Regions from separate parts of the Mus musculus genome. Here region 2 is linked to region 1. The links are chromatin contacts, called in public Micro-C maps. All regions are on one chromosome and are shown on one strand. Each heading gives the region's core, a stretch centred on a gene start, on an enhancer-like site or on the middle of the called end of the contact. The rest is flanking DNA. Distances are from core to core; before and after follow the strand shown.

Region 1 (5,786 bases), core at 2,126-4,625:
TTGAGATTGTATAATCCTACATTTTAAAGGCGGGAGAGTTTCAATGCCTGATGTTTTATAATAATGTATTAGTCATTATAATGTCAAGGACTGTACTTTTGCTGCCAAAGAGACTGCCTTGGGAGTTCTGATAAACCTACTTCCTTTTATTTTGCTGAGTCTGAGTTAGATCTTGTGAAATCTTATGCACTTTCAATGCAAAGTACATTTTTTTTTTTGATCAGCATTGGTAGCAAGTGACCTCTCTTCTGGGTTTGAGAGACACACACTATGGGGTCAGTGTCTCCCAGGGTTCCTTACATTTGCATTGGAGCTGCTATGGGGAAAGGATGCCTATGTGGTAATTTAACAATGATTCTGTGTTTCCTTTCCTTGGTGTTGGGGGCAGGGAGGTATGAAACCGAGGGCACACATTCGTTTTCCAATTGATACTGTTGAGTTCTACATTTTTCTTCATCTGCCACTTAATTCTGATGGCTCTGATCAGTCTGTAAACCTTTTTTAAAATGGTCTGAATGCTTAGTTTTGAGAAAGTCCAAAAACTACAAAGAGATAACAGCTATGCTTATCCCTGGAACCTTCTGAAGATGCTTCACTCAATTGGCTTGTCTGATATTTCTACATTTTAAAGGTACCACATTTCAAGAAAGCAGTCTGTCTTTAAATCCATTCACTTTTTCTTAGGATGTGTACAACTCCGGGCGTGCGGATTTGCACACCCATGTTCACTATGGCTAGGGTTAAGAGACAGGAAACAGAACTGTTTAGTGGGCATCATGTTTCGGGATTGCAAGATAAAACATTTCTGGAAATTTATTTTAGAACACCGTGGATCTACATGAAATAATTGGGTGGTAGGTGGTACATGTCTTTAATCCCAGAGTTTAGGAGGCAGAGGCAAGGTATCTCTCTTGACTTCAAGGCCATCTTGGTCTACAGAGTGAGTCCTATGACATCCAGGTCTACACAGAGAAGCCCTGTCTCAAACGAGGACAACAACAACAGCACAAAACAAAAATAACAAACAGATGGCAAACTTTTAACAGTCCATGTTTGTAACACACTAAAAAGATCAGTCAGTGTTTTAATCCCCTGCTTCCTCATGTAGAGTTCCGTGTGACCATTGTGAGATGGCTCTTGTTGGGCAGCCTGATTGGCTGTCATGTCTGAGGGTGATGATGACAGCTTTGTGAGAGATTTCAGTGCAGTCATTGGAGTAAGATACTTTATACACAAACTTTCTGACCTTTCATAAATATTAACCATTACGGTTGTATAAAATACAATAAAATAAACTATAATATCCTGTAATTTATTTAATTATATACAGTGATGCTATGATTAAGTGCATAAGCTCAGCCTCTAATTACAAGGTTTGTGAGCCTGGGAAAGTGACATTTTTAAAATACTTTGTGCCCCAGTTCTCTCCCTCCCGAGTTGCCTGAGACAACAGTACCTGCTTCATACCTGAAAGAAAGGATAGAATGATTTAATACACATAACACATATTTCGTGTTTTACGTAAGTGAGTTATTATTACCTTACTTTGATAGCTTAGTTGATAATGATAGTTTGGGTGTTAGTAGTGGTTTGTTGGTTTAAATTAATGTGTTTTTTGAAACCTGATACTTATTCTCAATTATTATTTCTTCCAATTTGATATCATCTCTTCTGATTGATCATTTTAGCTACTTCTTCCAAGGGTGTATTGTTATACATTCTCATAGACTGACATGTCTTGACATTTTAAAAATTGCACACACATAACAAGTAAGTGGCAAAGACCCAAGAAGCTAGTTTTCATCTGAAAAAGAATATATTTTTACTACTTGTCTTTCTATGCTGTAAATAATAATTGATACTATGGTTTTTGGGTTTTGTTGTTGTTGTTTGTTTGTTTCGTTTTTCAAGAGTACTTCTATGCATAACCTTGGCTATCTGGAACTCACTCTGTACACCAGGTTGGCCTAGAATTTAGAGATTCCCCCAGCCTCTGCCTCCTAAGTGCTGGGATCAAAGGTGTGTACCACCATTGCCCACTCTGTTTTATTTTAATATCAGGTGACAGGGTGACTGCTTTTCCAAAAGCCTGTGGTGCAGATATTTAACTTTTTGAGTGTGGAATAATTCTTCTCTTGGAAAGAGTGTTTTATTTCTATATCATCCATATATATCTGATTTGGGAGCTTGTACATGCAGCTTCAAGGTTGCCTTGGGTACCTCTTAGTGATAACACATCACCATGGCAGTGTGACATGGTGCCAGGAGAGATTAGAACCTCTTAAGATGTTTTTATGCTCAGGCTTTTGAGGTGGGCACCCACCTCCTGTCCAGGTGTCTTACATCCTGCCAGGGCTCAGGGAGGTAGGTAGGTCACTTTCTCACAATTACAGTTTGCGACTCTTTGAACGTGTTGAATCCCCTCCGAATGTATTGATTTTTCAATATAATTATAATGTGGATTTAATTTAGTATATGCGTTTGGAACATGTGGTGTTCCTTGGCAACTGTATCCCCAAATTATATGCTTGTACATGTATTTAAGTGTAGGAAATTATTGTTTTACTTGTAACATGCTGGAGGTGCATTTTAATAAACATAAAGAAATACCCGGAGGGAGGGAAGCAGTCAGATCAAAAGCTTACTCTAGCTGAGGAGGGAATTTTTTTTTTATTAAGGTTGGTTATTAATTTAAAATTTTCTTTTGGTTGACTAGGAAGGTTCTAATCCCAACTTGCACATGTAGCTGGCTCTGTGTGCATTTTCTTTCTTTCCTTCTTTCCTTCCTTCTTTCTTCCTTCCTTTCTTTCTTTCTTTCTTTCTTTCTTTCTTTCTTTCTTTCTTTCTTTCTTTCTTTCTTCTTTTGCCTGTAATTTGTGTTTTCCATTTCTCCTCTCACCTTTGTCTGTATTATACCAACAGACTCTCAGAGATTCCTTTAAGGCAACAGACAACCTCCCCATTCCCCCCTCCCCGCCCCCATCATACTCTGGGGACATATTTTAAAAAGCATGGTGGTATTTATTTAACTCTTTGGTTAGTAGAGTGTGTAAAAAGCCAACTAAGGAATAGAAAACCAAACCAAACAAACAAAAAAAGGGACATCCCTTTAGAGGAACACAATCCCCTACGAATGTGTGTGATTCTTACTATGAATTCGGGAGCAGAACTCTTTGGTGAGGCTTTAGCAGAAGGCAATAGACTCTATGGAAGAGGCAGAAATCTTTTAACAGTTGCCATTAAGGAACTGTAAATTTCAACAATTATTCAGCCCGTTGCTTTCAGCACCTTTTGTTGCCTTATTAGTGTATGGAACAGCAGGGCTGTCACAGGAGGAAGAGCCCCTGCATTTTAATTAGCTCCAAAGACAGTGTGAGATAAAAGCCAGGATTTTTTTTTTTTTTTTTGCCTCATTTTGATTTCGCGTTGGCTGATTAAGGATGCCATTGTAGGCTGAGCTGGCTTGACCTAATCTCAATGACCACCCATTTCTGGAAGGGGAATGGCAAAAGACTTGCTCTAGTTTTCTGAATGGGATTAGGAAAGCACTAATTAGCAAACCCTGAAAGCCAGGAGGCATGGGTGGGAACGTAGGGCCCATCCACCAGAAACAAATGCAGTCTGGGGAAACATTCGCCAATTGAACCAATTAATGCCTGCATATATTAGGCATTCGGAGATGTGTTTTCCGTTTTTAATTACTTAGCCATGAATAAGAGCCTGATGTTCCTCAAGCTGTACTTGTTGATTAAATAAATACTTCTGTCCTGAAGAGCGATGGCAGAACTTGAAGAGGACTAGTGTGGATAAGGAGGTTTGTAAATAGTCAGAGGGAGTGCAGATTTGAGCAGCGTTTGACCTTGACTGGGCGTAAATGGGCTGAGAATGCACTGTGGATACAGTGTTCTCTTGTTAACTCTTGCAGCCTCAGGACCCAGATTTTAGTTACGGAAGAGGCACGAGGTCTAGCCTTGGATGGTCCAGCCTTTTCCCTTGTCCCTGAGCACTTCCTTTTAATTGTGCAGATGGTTCCGGATGGAGCAGGCTCTCTGGAACCATTAGGATCAGGGGTTCTTGAGCATCTCGGTGCTGGCGACTTGTGGGGAACATTACGAGAGACATTTTGTATCCTCACAGTGAGTCACACACACACACACACACACACACACACACACGACTGTTACATACCATGGTTCTGATGCCTAACGACAAGACCTTCAATGTTACGGGTGGCATCTACAGTACCGCGAAGACTCCACATATGCACTTTGGCATGACTGTACTCACACATTGATACAGTTATAGGCTAAGCATGGCTTAGGGTCGGGAGGGTGCCTGGCGAGACTGCTAAGTTCTTATGTTTCCGAACAAAGATTTGGCCCGACATACATTTGCAGTAATAGAAGAGATAGTTTAATAAGAGCCAAGGGCACACCTGACGGTGGAGTGGAGAGAGCCGGCGAGAGGTCAAAGGCTCAGTGGCTCGTGGATGAACACACTGGGGCATTTGTGCGCTGCACACTTTAGGGGGTGTTTTGCATGATAGGTCAGACTGGGTGGGGAGAGGCTTCCGGCCTTTCTTTGAGTGCTGGTCGGAAGGGCTCCCTCTCTGTTCCACCCTCCTGCCACAATTGTATTGCTTTCTCTGCTAGTCTTCTCAGTGTTTTATGCAGTGTCAGCATCAAACGTGGAGAAGGAAACGCTGGAAAGGTCTTGGTCTGAAAACATTGGTACAAAAGAGCCAGGCATAGGGTTAGTTGGCTGAAATGACTGAGTGCTGTGGGTAGACATTGTCTTCTCCTTCCTCAGCCTCCAGCTTGGCTGACTGAACTTCCCACGGGGTGGAAGCATCTCATTTTATTGGTTCTGTATGTGTAAATATATAGGCCATTATTAGATTTATATGTCTAAACGTACTTTAATTTCAACAGATGCCAGTCCCATGCATTGGGACTTATCAGCCTGGAGAGCCATGAGCTAAGGGGGCTTCTAGTCATTAACTAATTAACGAGGCCGATCAGATTCTGTGTTCCTAACAGATGGTGGACTTTGATAGCAGTAATCATAGATCGAGAGAGTCCTGTGCATGGGGAAAGGGAGGCTAAAATGACAAAGTTCTGAAACATGTATGTATCCTGGCTACATGCACTTCACAGTTACCGTGTTGCCAGTGCTTGGAAGGCTGAGCAGGAGGATCACAGAAAGTTTGAGGTCAGCTTGTGCTATATGGTGAGTTCTAAGATAATCCAAGCTATAGACTGAAATGCTGTCACAAAAAAATTCACACACGTACATGAACATTTAACATGCACATAGATATATGCGTACACACATATATTTAAAGTATTTAGTCAGACACACACACACACACAGTGTAAGTGACTTTTGAAAGCAATAAAGTATAAACAAAACTAGCCATTAAAAAATTGGTGCCGGGTATGGTGGTGCATGCTTTTAATCACCACACAACGTAGGCAGAGGCAGGTGGATCTCTGTGACTTTGATGACAACCTGGTCTACATAGCAAGCTTTAAGACATCCAAGGCTATATATAATGACACCTGCAATACATATTTGTAGTATATTGTAATACTCAGAATACCAAAGTTTTAGCATAGCCTCTCTAGGGCTCTATGCCCCTAGTCATTCAAATATGCTATACTGTTCACACCAGTAATTGTATTGTGATTATCTGTATCTATATAGGTAAGTTCTTGAATCTAAATTTTTTGATATATGTTGTAGTTATGAAGCATATCTTACTGACTTTTGGTGCTAGGAATGGA
Region 2 (5,786 bases), core at 2,090-4,589, 200 kb after region 1:
TCTATTTAGCAAACTCAATAAAGGTATTAGCAGTTGACCAGGGTTAGTTTCCTGTGAATTTTGTGATGAAGAGTAAAACTCCTAGAAGGAGCAGCTTAAACTTGTGAGGTTTCACTAAGTTTTGTCCTGAGAAGATAATTGTTACTCATTTGTGAGATCCTGTCCTGGTTGGGCTTTGTGGGTGTGGTTTCTGTTGTGCTGGGGGAGGGGCTGCCAGGAAAGCATGTGACTCGAATAGAGGGAGGGGCGAGATATTTAGAGCTCTGCTCCCCCCACCCCCCCCCCCGGTCTGACCCCCATAGATTTCAAAGGTCAGCCGTTTCTTATATTCAAGTTGTTGTTCATGTGTCTGCCTGAGAATGCCTGTGCTGTGAAATTATCTCCATGTCTTCCACCCCATAATGAAAAATCTAGATCTTTATATGACGATCTTTCAGAGGTGATCAAAGTTTGTGGGCAGCAAGCATAGGACACGTTCCTCAGTTTCTTGGTCTTCCAGAAGACTCACGGAGGAGGGCCGATCAATCGATTGGTAGTTTCCATATACACGCATTCGGCAAGGGAAATAACAGGAGAGGGGAACACGGAACAGGAAAACAGCACATTTAAAGAAATAAAATGTACAAATGAAAGTGATTACACATGCGTAGAGTGGATTCTCAGTGCCTACCAGGAATGTTGGTGTCAGGGACACACACACACTCACGCACGTGCGCGCGCGCACACACACACACAAGCATGCATACACACACACACATGCGCACACACATACACGCATGCACACACACACAAACACACACCAGCCTCCGAATGCTCCCGTGCCTTGCAGGGCGTGGTGTAGCATTTGCACATCACCCTCACATGCCTGCAGTAGACTTTACATCTTCTCTAGATTACCTTTAATACTCCCCGTAAAGATTACCTTTAATACTCCCCGTAAAGCTACGTAAATTGTTTATACTCTGATGTTTGGCAATAACATGAAAATGGCTATACATTTTTGGTACAAATTTCAAAATATAAATTTCAAAATTAAAGTTAATGGGAGGAGGGGCTGTGGGAGGAGAGGGACCTGGAGAGGGGGCAGTAATCAGGATGTAAAGTGAATGAATGAATGAATGAGTTATAAATAAATAAATAAATAAATAAATAAATAAATAAATAAATAAATTTTAAATTTAGTACAATTTAAAAATATGTTCATTCTGCAGTTGGTCAAATATTTGCATGCAAACCCATAGGTAGGAAGGGACAAGGCCATAACTAAACAGTAGGACGAATCACGAATCACAGTGGTCCCGTGGACATGTTTGAAAGGATCACAGAATTCGGAGGGTAAGGTCGGTGAGTGTTTGTGTGTGTATGTGTTTGAATATGTGTGGGTGTGTGCATCTGCTCAGAGAGGCTTCAGGTCCATACAGGGGTCTTGCTCAGTTGTTCACCTACTTACTCTTTGCATCAGAGTCTCTCCCTGACTCTGGAGCTCACTGGCTTGCTGAAATCAGCTAGCCAGGGAGGGCTGGGTATCTGCCTGTCTCAGCTTCTGCAGTGTTGGGGTGACAGATAGACTGCTATACTCACTCGGCTTTTCAGTGAGAACTGGAGATCTGAACTTAGGTCCTCGGACTTGCATGGAAAACACTTTTCAGGCTGGCTATCTCTATACCCGTAGCTTGCTTGCTTATTTATTTATTTATTTATTTATTTATTTATTTATTTATTTATTTATTTAAATTTAGTGCCTGTTACAGACTAGATATTATGAAGAACAACTTTGAACAGATTTTGGTCTATCTTTTTTTTTCCTTCCTCTGTCTTTTAATCTTTGTGAGCCGTGTCTATGATTCGTTCATTTGTTGCATTTGAATCTGTCCTTGGTGAAGTTCTTGGTTGCAGATGATTTATATTTGTCTTTATCACATAACTGTGGTAACTACCGAACCAGCTTGGCTAAGACTTCGGAGGCATCAGGAAGTCCATATGCCAAGCTGTCCGAGTGGACCATCACAAGCATCTTTTGTCAAGCATCCGGATGTCCATCGCACCTCGCTTTGCCCATGGTTTGGACTACAGGTGGAGCTGAATTTTTAAGGCATCAAGACACAACCAGGACTCTCTTTCTGTGTGAGGCAGGAGTCTTCATGGTACAATGTGTTGTCACCGTCTCACAAGCTGAGCAGGACACCAAGGCATGCACTAACCTCCTGGTTGTTCTCTATATATGATTTGCCTTCAGTCAATTCACCTATAACAATGAACTTCTGGGAAGGATTGGTTGCGAACTACACATTTTGCAGCTTGAAATTTCCCTGGATTGTAGACGTTTTCTTTCCAATATGTAGTGACAATAAGAAAAAAAAATGGATTCCTGAAGTCAGCATTCAAGAATGGATCATAACATGCGACATTTTGACGCGGTTACGTATTTTTATCTTGTTATCATCTTCGAAACTTTTCTTTCGCATCTAATACTTCCTCAGGGTGACTAAGTGGCATATTGCACAAAGTGGAATTGTTGATAAAGCTAGCATCATTAAGGTGATTTATAAAATGATGTCTTTCAGCTAATTTAATCCCCTGCATCTTTAGTCAGCGCTTGTTAGTGTTTGCAGCTCTCAGCAAAAAAAAAAAAAAAAAAACAGTCTTAAACCCTGTCAGCCAGAGAGCAGGGGCTGAATGCTCTCTCTCTCTCTCTCCCAAGGGAGCTACAGTGTTAGGAAAGCAGCGTTCATAATCATATATACGCAATATGTTACATATTATGATATGCAGAATAATACATAATATTGATTGTACATCTGTACACATAAATATATGTGTGCTCATTTTTAGTAATATACAATAAATAATTGTTTATTTACCATGATATATTACCCACAGCATTCACTTAAATATTGTCTGTCGCCCTCCCTTTATCTCAGAGCTTTGTGAGACTAGGGTTCCTGCTGGTCGCTGTCACCATTCCATACCTAATATCCAGTGTACACGTAGTGCACAGTGAACCTTGGCGGGTGCTTACTATATCTTCCCCACTGTTCGGAGCAGCGGTGATATGGAAGTGATTGTTCTCATGGAGTTGACCTTCAGCTAGAGGCAGGCAGTAAATGCAGAAGAGTTTTCTTTTGCCTAAAGACTCTTTGAGTGTGGAATACTGAATATAAAGTTGGTTTGATGGGAGAAAGAAAGAATGCCTTCCTCTCCTGCTCTAATCAGGGTCCCATAGCTCAGATATCCCCATTTCGTCTCTGTTGTTTTAACCCTGCCAGGGTATCCCTGAGTGTGACTTTGACTCTGGCGCTTAGGCGGCCTCGTCAATGGCATTCTTTGTCCTCCTTCCACATTTGTACTGGCAGCTGAGAAATTTGGCAATTCCTTACCCAGTGACTAATAGCAATACTTCTTTGTAGATGTAATGCCCCATAAAAATGGCAAGTCCTGTATAAACATTAAATAATTAGTTTTCATAATAACCCTATCGAGATCGAGCGTAAAACTCCGTTTCGTGTGGGAATAACTGAGTCATTGTAAGTCTACTTATCACAGTCACAAGGTTCTCCAAGAAGCACTGGTAATTCTGAAATGTGCCACTTCCGTTTTCTAACTCAGATGCGTCACAGGCCAATAAATTTCTGCCTCATAAGTAAGGCAGTTTTCAGTAGTAAATTAATTTCACTCACACTTTATATTCAAGCATGTAAGATGCACGCCCGTCCAGTAGGTTACTGACAGTTTTAACATAAAGGACATGAGTTATCCACTTGGCTTACCTCCTTCAATATTCCAGATTTTTTTCTTACGTTACCCCAGACTTTCTAATCTGCTGGGACTTGGCTATTTGAAAGTCTATTCTTATGAATGTCCACTTTTCTCTGGAATGTGTTACAGATGTTCACTGTGACCTAGCATGCCAAACCAACCTATCCTTTGATTCCATAAATTGGTGCCATTGTAATAAATGCTGGGAAGTATCCTAGGGCATAGAGCAGGAAGAATCACAATGTTGTCGAGGCTTCTGCAAAATGGAAATAGAGATCACAAGTAAGTGCAGACCGAACATTGATTTTTGCCCAATATACAAAAGGTCTTAGTTTCCCCACCCCCCACCCCCCACCCCCCAGCTGCATCATAATGGTGGGGGAAAATGGCCAAGAACAACATGGCGCCAGTACTGCAGCCCAGCAGAACCCGACCGAGGGAACATTCCCATGTGTTAACTGAGCTGGCTCCTTCTGCATGCCTTATGTAAAGGAACAGATTACTACCAGGTACTTCTGTTCTGCTAGTAGGATCTCTTTCTGTTTGCAGTGATTTGCTTATCACTTCCCTAAGACTGACTGACACGTGCTGTCTTCCAGCACCAGCTGAGTAGGCAAACATAATTTTTAAGTAGACAGTAAACTTCTTTCCCAAGATGGAGATTCAGCAGCTTCTGAAATCTCAGAAGCTCCAGCCTTTGAGAAACGAGCGCTTCTTCAGCATATCATGCCCCACCCCCCACCAGGGCTTAACCAAAGCGAAATGTACCATTCTAAAATAAAGTGGCATGCATTAAAACCACTTGTAGAGATGGTGTAATTATGGAAGAACACTCCTAGATAGATCCCATGTCAACATGAAAAACTGAATGTGGTAACAATTTCTGTAAGCTCAACGCCCTGCACAGATCCGATATTTGAAGGTAATGTTTTAGAAAAGAATGGCATTGATATCATTACAAGATGGTGCCTTTAAAGGCGCATCACTGGATGAAGTATTATTTCACACCCTGTCCCTTTCGTTCTCATACTTAATGCCATATCTTCTTGTACATGTGGACTATTTAAAGTTAAAATTTGATTGATGACTTAAGAATATTTTGAGATATTTAAATCTTTTTTGTCCTCTAAGTATCACTTCCCAACAAACAGTCAGGAAAGCGAACAGTTTAGATATCCCTGTACATTCCTGTGCAGCCCCCAAAGCATATCTGGTCATTCAAAACAACCTGCCTGAAATCCTATTCAATTTCTCTTTCTGACAAGGATTTTGGATTGGGGAGGGTTGCTGTGGTCTGCGCGTGCGTGCGTGCGTGCGTGCGTGCGTGCGTGCGTGCGTGCGTGCGTGCGTGTGTGTGTGTGTGTGTGTGTGTGTGTGCGCGCGCGCGCACGTGCGTCTGGCACAGGACGTTCCCAGTGTCATTCCTGTGAGCCATTCACCTTGCTTTAGGAGACAGAGTGTTTCACAGGCCCAGACCTCACTCATTCTGTTTGGCTGGCAAGCTGGCCACTGAGTCTCTGGAATATGCCTTTTTCTACACGCCAATGAGATTATAAGTACATACCACTGCCCGCTGTTATGTGGATAATTCGGATCCATCTCATGTCCCCTTGCTTGTACAGTAAGCCTATTGTTAAGTGAGCCAACTCCCTAACCAAAGACTTGATATATATCATATATTTTATCTTGTATTAGAAAAATTGAAGAGCTTTATAGCATATTTACCAGGCACAACATTTACAATTAGGACAGATATCCCATCTCAAAGAATTAATTTTGAAATTAAATAACAATTCTTAGTGCAAGTTGGCATTCCAAGATAGAGGTCAAGGTGTATTGTAAAGGTGAGTCATTTATGAACTACTCCAAGTTGAAAAATTGTTTAAGTTTGAGAGAATACAGTGCCTTACTCGGCACAAACATATATTACTTAGCAACTACAAGTTACCCTAGCTTGATTTCCTCTCCGGTACCCTCGCTTTTTGTTTCTTCTCTCCTCATAAACATTTCCTATTTGCTGCATTGTTTCA

What was found. A called contact is a pair of places that touch in the nucleus more often than the background predicts.
Region 2: a Micro-C map of granulosa cells shows a contact between it and region 1, with 2.0 times the contacts expected there. The contact joins two enhancer-like sites. A contact is called at or near these places in 2 of 484 Hi-C or Micro-C datasets (granulosa cells and nephron progenitors), 5 of 115 datasets of contacts at active chromatin or transcription factors (astrocytes, embryonic basal ganglia, embryonic stem cells and 1 more) and 3 of 9 other capture datasets (embryonic stem cells, embryonic tail and embryonic trunk).

Annotation. Positions count from the first base shown.
Region 1 is chr16:72,695,951-72,701,736 of GRCm38.p6, forward strand. All of the region lies in intron 1 of Robo1 (roundabout guidance receptor 1), which reads left to right. Among named protein-coding and RNA genes, the nearest start is that of Robo1, 36 kb to the left of the region's middle. Within about 2 kb of position 3,376, at least 40 of the 459 cell types and tissues checked have an H3K27ac peak or open chromatin away from gene starts, as enhancers often do. A contact at or near this core is called in granulosa cells, where this site is marked.
Region 2 is chr16:72,893,887-72,899,672 of GRCm38.p6, forward strand. All of the region lies in intron 2 of Robo1 (roundabout guidance receptor 1), which reads left to right. Gm52248 (a long non-coding RNA gene) reads left to right here. Exons shown (of 2, transcript XR_003951923.1): 2 at 1-2,639. Among named protein-coding and RNA genes, the nearest start is that of Gm52248, 17 kb to the left of the region's middle. Within about 2 kb of position 3,340, at least 35 of the 459 cell types and tissues checked have an H3K27ac peak or open chromatin away from gene starts, as enhancers often do. A contact at or near this core is called in granulosa cells, where this site is marked.